Linked DNA regions of Gossypium hirsutum: region 2 is linked to region 1. Evidence: chromatin contacts called from public Hi-C data. All regions are on one chromosome and are shown on one strand. The core of a region is the stretch at or near the end of the contact, and the rest is flanking DNA. Distances in the headings are between cores, read along the strand shown.

The links. Hi-C and Micro-C count contacts between places; a contact is called where the count stands out from the background.
Region 2: a Hi-C map of leaf shows a contact between it and region 1, with 2.0 times the contacts expected there. The contact joins the promoter of LOC107912287 here to the promoter of LOC107912233 in region 1. A contact is called at or near these places in 2 of 34 Hi-C or Micro-C datasets (both in leaf).

The regions. Positions count from the first base shown.
Region 1 is chrD11:10,149,354-10,154,601 of Gossypium_hirsutum_v2.1, reverse strand. It overlaps LOC107912233 (meiosis-specific protein ASY3), which reads right to left and starts at 1,424. Exons shown (of 11, transcript XM_016840316.2): 1 at 1,167-1,424; 2 at 510-751. The coding sequence starts at 542.
Region 2 is chrD11:10,313,378-10,318,660 of Gossypium_hirsutum_v2.1, reverse strand. LOC107912287 (protein COP1 SUPPRESSOR 2) reads right to left here and starts at 3,796. Exons shown (of 6, transcript XM_016840390.2): 1 at 3,405-3,796; 2 at 3,072-3,269; 3 at 2,813-2,936; 4 at 2,528-2,601; 5 at 2,109-2,266; 6 at 1,371-1,893. The coding sequence starts at 3,502. The coding sequence ends at 1,730. It overlaps LOC121223736 (putative expansin-A17), which reads left to right. Exons shown (of 3, transcript XM_041105996.1): 3 at 1-300. The coding sequence ends at 142.

The DNA.
Region 1 (5,248 bases), core at 175-2,674:
AAAGGGAAAAAAGTTGCTAGGCATCAGACACTAACTTTCTTGCAGCAGTTATTGGAGTTGCTGTAATTTACTGGAATCTTAATGCAGTAACAAGAATACCAGTTCACTGTTATAAATTTTGCTCTATAAACTATAAATTAAACCAATTAAAATTAAAATAGTATTCAAAAGTGTCAAAATGAAGTAACTTAGACATTCCAGGAAAACAAGACCTACAAACGGCAATAACTGGAAAATAATCTACTCATGAAAAACAATGCACGTAATTGAAAAGAACAGCAGAACTAATTAAGTACTATTTAAGTACCATCATGTACTATTTAAAGAAAATAATAGATATTCTAAAACTAACATGTTAATCCAATAAAACTTATGATAAGCAGGCCCTCTAGCAACAAAAACTGCAAATCTGTAAATTATTGAGTACAAACCATTGGAGCAAGAAAGAGGCGAGATGGTTCAATAAAAGGAAAATGAAGCTTAAGAAACTGAAACTTTTTCCTACTTACTTCTCGTAAGCTTTGCCTCACGTCTACTGCCATTCTCACAATTTTCTCTTGAAATGCACAATTCAGACACTGCTACTAGAAGCAACTTGTAGGGTGAGCAATTGAGAAAATACAAATTTCAAATTCATGGTTCAACTCCGTTCGAGATATAATCTTAGGAGATCTCTCTATTTTCTCGTGAGATGCCAAGCTTTTAGCTGTTTTTTCTCTGATTTTGTTCTCTCCTTCCAACCAAACAAACCCTAGAGCAAAGGAAGAAGCACCAAATCATCAGGTCTCAAAGGAAATCATAAAAAAAATATAGATATTTAACTCAAAATCAATCATCCCATACTACAAGAAAACCAGAAAAAATATACAACGCGAATGATTCAACTCTAATTGTTCACAATCACAATAAAAATCATGAACAGTAAAACTAGAAGAAAAGAAAAATCAACAGCATAAATTTGAATCAAAACAGTATAAGAAAGATAAAAAAAAAGTATGGGGTAAAATCAAGGAAAAAGGTGAAAGTCATAATCCGAAAAAAAAATGAGAGATCACCGCCATAGATTCACAACATAATTAAATTTAGATCTAAAAGAAAACGTGAAATAACATTTAGAAGGATATCCGATCCGAGAATAATTGAAATTGAGAGAGATGACGGCTCACTTTTCAGCGGATAATTAAAGTGCGCTGGATTTTCGATTTTGCTCGGCGACTTTGAACGACAGTTGAAAGAAGCGAAGAGAAAAGTGGACTGGCAGAGTAATACTCGTAGGGTGAGAGGGGGGGAAATGGTCAGTTTTCGAGTAAATTTCTGCAAATGAGGAAAAGAAGCGGGAAAAGGGAAATCTATGTCTTGTTGTGAGCTTCTTGGAACTGGAAACGCCAAAATTGCAACGTATTGGGAAGTATTATCGTGTGCTTGGTGCGTAATGCGCATGTTTCTGAGGCCAGTCAATTGTCTAGACTGTCCCTGTAATCCTTTTCTTATTACAACCGAGGTTTAGATGCCCAACGGGTGATGGGGCGGCCCACCTAACAGATTTCATCCCCTCCGTGAAAATCTGTTATATTATCATAACAAAATTCCAATTTATCATCCTATTCTTTTATTTCCTTCAAATTTTGCATTGTATTCTAATTTATCTCCGCAAATGGGATTACTGATTATCGACACAAAATATCAAGATTCAGAATTAAAATTTACTTTGATTTTTTTTCTTTTTTGGCTAGAAAGAATCAGAATTTATTGATCATCAAACATCAACGGTACACAGTATTGGAAAATTACCAAGAGAAAACAACACGCAGTAACAGATTAAACTCTCACCACAACCAAGTACACTAGAGAAAGACAACAAGCTTCTCCTATACCAAAGAATCAAACATTCTGAGGAGGCGCCGGTAAACCATCCTTATCAAGAATGAAGACCAAATTCCCACTGTTATCAATACACATATCCTTTTTATACCTGGATGCAATCCAGTCTGCAGCCTGGTTAGTACTCCTGCGTACAAAACTCAATTTACACTACTGAAAACTTGTCTTTAACCGTCAATCTTATATACAATTGGTGCAAGCCTCCATTTCTTCCTAACTTTCCAACTACTCATTTCTTCATACGTTGATGTTTTGTTTAATCGAGTTTATATTAAAGAAGCCAATTTTACATTGATATCTGTATTGGTTTGTAAATTTTGTTTCTTGAAAAAGCATCATAATAATTAGATTTGAGTAGTGTTGGGAAAATCACATAATAATTTGATTTGAGTGTAATTGTTTATAATTATACTTTTCAATTCTTTGAAAGAAGGATGAGAATTAAAATAATTAACAGCTAATTGCATTCAAAACTACTTTTAAAAAATTATTTTATGCAAGTTATAAAAATTATATTATAAGTATAAACACATATAAGTGTTTAGAATGGTTATAGCAAATATATATATATTATAAAAATAATTTGTGTATTTATAAAGTTATAACAAAAATATATATTATTTAAATTCTAAAAAAATTCTAAAGTTATGGTCAAAAAATTTATTTTTTAATTGTTATAAAAATGTTATAATATATTTATTTATAAAAGTTATTATCAAGTATAGACATAATTTATTTATGTATCCTTGTTATATATTATAAATATAAATATACTTATTCATAAAAAAATATTATAGTTTTTTATCATAATTTATTTATAAAAAATAATTTTCTAAAATTATGACAAAAAATTATATTATTTATAATAAGTGTTATGAAAGTTTATAAAGGTTATATATATTATAAATTTTATATTTTTAATTTAATTTACTTATTATAAAAAGGCATATAACTTAATATAAGTGTTTTTCCAAATTAAATTTATATAAGTTTTTATAATTAAAGCTACAAACTACTTGAATTGTTAACTCAAATATTATAAGGTCGATGTTGATTATGCAAATAGAAAATGTTTTCTTATACCGTATTGTGGGGTATGATACTATTTGAGATAATGGTGCCAAGCAGGAACACCATAAACAACTCGTAAATTCTTTAATTTAAAACATTCAAGACTTTAAAATGTGGTTGAAAATATATTTTTCGTTCTAGGAAAATATTTCTCGTATTAACAACTTTACCTTAATATAGCATGAAAAAATGTTTTATACTAGCATGTTGCATATTTCATAATTTTGGTAGATAAGAATCTCGTAACAACTTCTTTCGAGAAATAGGTTAGACCAAGCCACTTCTCAAGAACAATAGCTAAGGGATCTACTACTACCACTTGGATCTAGAACCTACATGTTGATGCTCACGATTTCAATAGCCATACCAGTTATTTGGAGGAGATCTCTCGCAAAATATTTAGTGCCCATTTTGGTTAACTCTCCATCATCTTTCTTTGGCTAAGCAACATGTATTTCCACAATGCTTATTTTTCCAGTTATGAAGCATGGCTTAATGATCCTACTCACATTGGACCTAGAGCTTAGGTGGTTTGGCCAACTTCAATTATAAGTGGAATTGAGATGATCTATACTTTATAGAGCACATGGAAGAAGGAAATCTTGATGATCTTAATGATGCAGATTCAAATTTAGATAATGATAAACCCAGCCAAAGACTAATAGATGATGATAGTAAGCTTATGTTAAATGCTAAGGAGCGAATAATCATATAGATATGTACCAAAACAATTAGATAAAATTGCATCTAATGTTTATTTTTCTTGTTATTTTATTAGTATCATTTTATCAACTACTTTTTTAGACTAATATAATGCATATGAGTATTTTATTTTAATTTTTGTTACTTGCTTATAAATTATTTTTATCATGCTAATAATTTTTTATAATAATTAGTATTTTTTAAACAATATAAATTATGTAACTATGTAATTACAATTTGTACTACCAAACATGACATAGAGAATTACAATGTAATTACACCCTATCAGCTAAACATGTCTAGGGAATTACAATTTTTTGTAATTACACTTTCATTCAATCACTCTGTGTTGTCCAAACAATTCTTAACTTTACTTTTCTTTTTAGTGTAACTTTTGGTTTGTACTGACTTATATCATTTGAGATATGATATACATGTGGACAGAAATTAAATTAAAAAAAATCATTGATTTGTTTTATCTATAATGGTCATATTAGGCTAACAAAAAAAAGTAAACTACCAAAATAGTCACTTTTGTTTGCCTCAAATTACATTTTAGTCACTTATGTTTGAAATGTTACGTTTTAGTCACTTACATCATCGGGTTGTAACGTTTTAGTCACTAAGTCGTTAATTGTTGTTAACAGTGTAACGGTAAGTTGACGTGGCAAGTTAAATCATCATTTCAAATGAAAATTTTAGGTTAAATTATACAATTGGTCCCTATATTTTTTCATTTTGAACAATTTAATTTTTTTTCCTTTTATGTTCTTTTAACTTTCTTTATTTTTTCTTCATTTTCCATTTTCTTCTGTTTCTCATTTTGTTTTCCTCCATTCTCCATTTCTCTTAATGTAAATTTTCTATATTTTTCATGTAATAGCCCGATTTTAGGCCTAGTCGGAACAGTGGTTTCGGGACCACAAATCCGACGAGAAAAAAAATGTAATGGCTTGAATTTTCAGAGGTGTCGGAACGGTGATTCAAGATCACTAAATTTGACAAATGGGTAGAAAATATTATTAATTTAGTAAGTATAAGTTAAATGTGAAGTTAGAAAAAATTTTGAAATAGTGAATAGTGCACTAGAAATAAATATTAAAATAATTAGAATCGAAATGAGGTATCAAGACCTCGGGGATTTTAAACCAAGCCATAAATATTTATAAATTTTTATAAATATTTATGGAGTGTTAAAAAGTTAGTATTAAAGTTTCGTTAAGAAATTTTAAAGTTCCGATAATTAATTGAGCAAAAAGGACTAAATTGTAACAAATGCAAAATTTTGGGAAACGATTAAATAGCTTAAATGATAAAAGGAAGAGGGCTTAAAAGGCAAATAGACCCAAGGTCTATTTGGGCTGGACGGCAAATGCATGAAATCAGCAAGAAAGTGAGAAGAATTAAGGGCAAAATTGGAATATTGCAAAATTTGCTTAATAAAGTTAGGACCAAAGAGGAATTATCTAGATTTCTCTTCATTTTTCTGAATTCTCATCAGCTAAAACACCATGGAAGGGCTTCTTCAAGCTGGTTCTTCATATTTTTATTACAAGTAAGTTCAATTATTGACTATTTCTTGAAATTTTTGTAT
Region 2 (5,283 bases), core at 2,547-5,046, 160 kb before region 1:
TTGGCAGAGCTTAAGCTATCTAAATGGTCAGAGCTTATCTTTCAGGATTCAAGCTAGTAATGGCAGGATTCGATATGCTCTTAATGTGGTGCCTTCCAATTGGCAATTTGGTCAGTCTTTTAAAACCAATGTTCAGATTTAGAACTCTGCATATCATCTCACATGTATTTATGTATTTTGTTTTTACTTTGGTTTCATTTACTTCAAAATTGTATTATAAAGTGTCATAACTTAGGCTGTGGCTCAGCGTTTTGCAATGAAGCCCGGCAAGTGATTTATTTTATAAAACATATTAGCCGACTAGTGGGTGCTTTAATGTAATGGTATTCATAAATTTCCAATTACGTTTTGTATTTTTGTTTAATAAAAGGTATAAAGCAAATGGTTCTTCAAGGATATAAATTGAAATTTTAAACATAACTATTTTTGCCATAAAATATAAATCAATAAACAACAAATCAATGTGAAGGTCAAACCAATTTGATCTTAGAATCCACTGTTCAACCGAATTTTTCATTTGAAATATAAATTAAAATTTGAAAATTCAACTTTAAACGTACCTTCATTTCAATAGTATTAAGGTCTAATTTCGGAATGCTTCTCAAAAGTGTTTTTAGAAAAAGAAAAAGAAAACATTTTTGGAAGAAGTTAAAATTTTCAACTTCTTAAAAAAGTGCTTTTAGGCCAATTTTTTTACTTGAAAGAAACATTTTTTCTCTCAAAAAATAGTTTGTTTATGAATATTTTTATCTTAAAATGCTTCTTAAAAGTAATATTAAACACATCGCTTATGGCTTCAAAAGCACTTTTAACCCCCAAAATATCTTTGAAAGGTAATGCTAAGCCCACCTTAAATGTAGTGTAATGGACTCAACTTTTAACCTATATAACTAATAAGGTTAAAATTTAAAGGGCAAACTACAAAAATAACCACTTTGTCTCAAATTACATTTTAATCACTTAATATTTAAAATGTTACATTTTAGTCACTTACGTTATCGTTTTGTTACGAAGTGACAACTCTACCGTTAAACTCCGTTACCTCCTAACAGCAGTCCTACATGGAAGTCTAAATAAGTTTTAAATGCAAACTTGGATGTCTAATTGCTGTGATGAAAATAGATTTTTAATTAAATAAATTTAATTTGAACTGTCACATAAGACCACCATTAAGGAGGTAACGGAACTTAAAAGTAGAGCGATCACTTTGTAACAAAACGATGACGTAAGGTGACTAAAACGTAACATTTTAAACATAAATGACTGAAATGTAATCTAAGGCAAACAAAAGCGACTATTTTTACAATTTACCCAAATTTAAATCCCATCCCTTGCAAAAAACCCTTGTGGAAAAAGGAACGATCTTTCAATTCATCGTAAGTATCGTGCTGGACCATTCATCTCTGATGCTCAACAGTAACACAGTTACAATTATTATCCTGTCTGCTTGCTTGTAAAGATTGATAGTCTTTATATGTTGGGGAAAAAATTTCAAAAAGCATCTAAATATGTTTCTACTACTTGGTTTCTGGTATTTAAGTGTACTTAGACAGAACTCCATCTCAGTGATCATGAAAATTTACGATACTACAACAGTCACAACAACAGTTTCTAAAGTAACTTGACCAATTGTTGCCAAGTGGACATTTTGGTGCACAAGTAGCATTGCAGCCAATCATAGGACATGATGCTTGAAAGCCCAATTTGATATGCTGCTCTTGTAACTGTGTTATCTCCGCATTACTCGTTGGCGTTCTCGCTTTCGGAAGCGCTCTAGCATAAACTGATCTGTTGCAGCTTGCCTACTTCCTGCAGCATCATTGCTTGCGTCAGTTGGTTTGGAGCCAGCATTGTCATCCTGTGAACCTCGGTCCTTGTACAGCTCAGGATGTTCTGCAAGTTCAAACGAAATGGGGTTAACTGCTGAACAAGACGTACTTCAAAAAAGAAACAGAACTGGAACAAACGGTCTTAAAAATGGCAATTCATACCAATAAAGGGAAGAAAACTAACTGATCCAAACTAGCAAGTAATTTGCAGAGCAAAATCAATCGAACTAAAATCATTAACCTCTAATTACAAAAGCATGAAAAAGAAAACGTAACAACCTCTTCTAAGTTTTTCAGCGTAATCCCTGCCTCGCTGGAAGTAATCAGCACTGTAACTTGATGGGATGCTAACTTCTGATTTTGCCCGTCCCATGAGCCGTTTTTCCTGTAGTAGCTTTTTAGCAGCCTCTGTTTCCTCTATATTTCTTAACTTGTATCTGCAACCAAAGGAACAATTAGAATTATGACATAGATTACTCTATTACAGAAATGGGTGACATACTTTGGTCATCATTTAGTTGGTCTAAGACATTATATCATGTTTGCTTAGCAGCTAAACAAGGTCTATGCTGGAAGCTAAATTTTCCCTATATGCAAGAAAACTAAATAAAGCACAAACATTACAAAGTAGGATCCCATGATAGGAAGATCCTGCAGAAGCTTAAGTTCTTAAAATGAAAGGTTAGTAAAAAGCATACTCAATAGGGAGCTGAACTTCGGCAATCCCGGTAGTCCATTGAGTAGAACTTTCTTCGGAATTCCGTTTTTTCACCTGCAAGGAATTGGCCATGAAGTTACATAAATTTGTTAAATGTAACATGTAACATTCTTCAAATAAGAGAAAAAAAAGTAGAATGCTTAAAGCTAAGGGATTGGAAAAAACAGGAAGCAAAATGACACTCTAAAACTAAAAATGAGATGTAAACAGTTCATAAGAACAACAACGAAATATGATTGCCAATGATATGGAAATACGAACTCACTTTAAGATGCTCAGGAATTTTATACAATTCATCTTCAGCTCGTGTTAAATCATTCTCAACTTCATTTTTCAGATCCATGTTCCTTCCCCTTTTCTTCGCCAATTCTTGCTCTACATATTTTATCCTAAGTTTACAAAAACAATTACATAAAAGATAAATAAATAAACAATTTGAAAATCCTCCTTTAAGAGAAAAAAAATCAGCTGATTTCTTGTAAGAAACACACAAAAAAAGGCAAAGGGTAAAAAAAAATGCATACATGTTTGGATCCTCAACTAGGACGGCGGTTTCTTGGGCGAAGGTGTCCTGAAGAACAAGCTCCTCCTTTTCTCCATCAGCTTCGGCCTTTTCAGTAACTTTGGCGACGATGCCTCCTGTTTGCACCGAAGGAATTGCAGGTATTCCTGATTTCCTCTCCCTCTGTTTCTGCAGGAATTTCACTTCCTCTAACGCCAACCTAATACATTCAGAGGTTCTCTTCAGCTCATCCCTTTTTTTATTTATCTATTTTTTTCTATTTCCAACTTCAAATTCAAAAAAGAAAAAATCCCTAATTTATTGTAAAGAAGAAAAGGGGGGGGGGAAGGACTACCGTCTGTCTTCTTCATCGTCCGATTTGGAGGCGGGGTCATCTCCTTCGTCTTCTTGGATGCTTCTTTTCCTAAAATTCTTGTTATTCTTCTTCAACATTTCAATTCTCTTAACGATTTCCTTCTCCGATTAGAGTTTTAAATTACCTTTTTCTCTCCTTTCACCACTTACCACCGCCACCCAGCCCAGGCAGGCAGTCAGGCAGGGGAAATCTTAAAACGTTACTTTTTATTAACCAAACCAACCCCAGTCCAAACCCTGATTTCTATTTGTTGGACATGCTCTACACGCCCAATGAAACCCACTCCACGCCGGGCCGACTGTTGCTCCTTCAGTTAGCCACTTAGCCCTTTATTTTAGCTCTCTCATTTTCTTTAAAATAAAATTGTCATTGAACGTGGACACTAATTCCTCAAACACTTTTGTACCTAACGCTGTTAAAATGAGGATGAGACAGTTAATTAGCACTTATGAAGTACTAAAGCTGCATGAATGAAGTTTTAATTTTTTATAATTTATATCTTTATAGTATTTAAATAATTATATTAATTTTTTATAATTTTAGGGGATCAAAGTGTAATTTTACTTTTATTAATTTAAAATTTTAAAAAAATTTAGGGGACCTAAATAATAATTTTTCATTTTAGGGAGAACCGAGGCCCATGCCAGCCCCCTAGATTCGCCTCTGATGCCATCCATCCTTACTCATGCAGTTGCTTCTGAGTGAGGGCAAGATAGGTCGAAAAGGATCAAATTATCTTCCTTTCTATTCTCACTTTGTCCAACTTGTGAAACACCATCCCATGGCTCCAAATCAAAGCCAATTCTTCACCTGCTCAATCTTGTCTTGTCCATTCCTCAAGAACTACTTTCTTCTCGATTTGCAGTTTGCGATGTATAATTTGCAAGATGCGATTCCTCTTTCTCGCTAGATGCACATCAAAATATATTCTTAAATTTAGATTTGAATAAATAAGTGTGATTTAAAGTAAATAATAATAATAAGAGAATATATTTTTACTTGTAACGAGTGATGGTTAAAACTCTTATTAGACAATCGTTTGACACTAATTCAAACTATGTGGCCCTCATTTTGCGCACTTGTATAAAAAAATAATTAAATTTAATAATTTATGTGGAATAAAATTATTTTTAATTATAACAAATAAAATCAACATAATCATAATAAATTATATTCTAAAATTTAAATAGAAAAAAAAATCAAATGACATGATGATATTAAGTAAGAGATAGATTTATTGTTAGTAGTTTGCAATGTTAGTAATCCCACCTTACTAATAAATATAAATAATCAATTCTTTATAATTTGAGAAATTAAGTTGGATGCCTAACCCATTAGATAGGTGGGCTTACTTAATATGATCATTATAATTTTTATTTTCGAAATATGATAATTATTATTTTTATTTGTATCGGAACTTAATTATTGAAATAACATAATTTTCTTGAAAAGTTTCAAAAGGAAGAAACATGGTTTTGTCGAAAGATATTATGCTATGAAAAAAAATAATAATTTGTTTCACATGTAGGTATTAAGGATGAGTTTGGATGGGCGGTGCGTTTACTTGCGGTTAGTGTAAAAACAGCGGTAGCGGTGAGATTAGATATTGTAGCGTGAGACAAAAACCGCACCGCACTCAATCACCCATCCAAACCCACCCTAAGTGATATATTCTTTGATGAAAAGAGACGAGCAAGGCCTATAAAATACTTAAATATGATATGTTTGCTGCTTTATTTTTTCTGTTATTTTTAACTCCTCTCACCTTATTACTTGTAACACAAGAGTTCTTTCATTTGTCTCGGAAAACAATTTAGAGCTATATTTTAAATTTGATTTAAATGTAATATTATGAAAA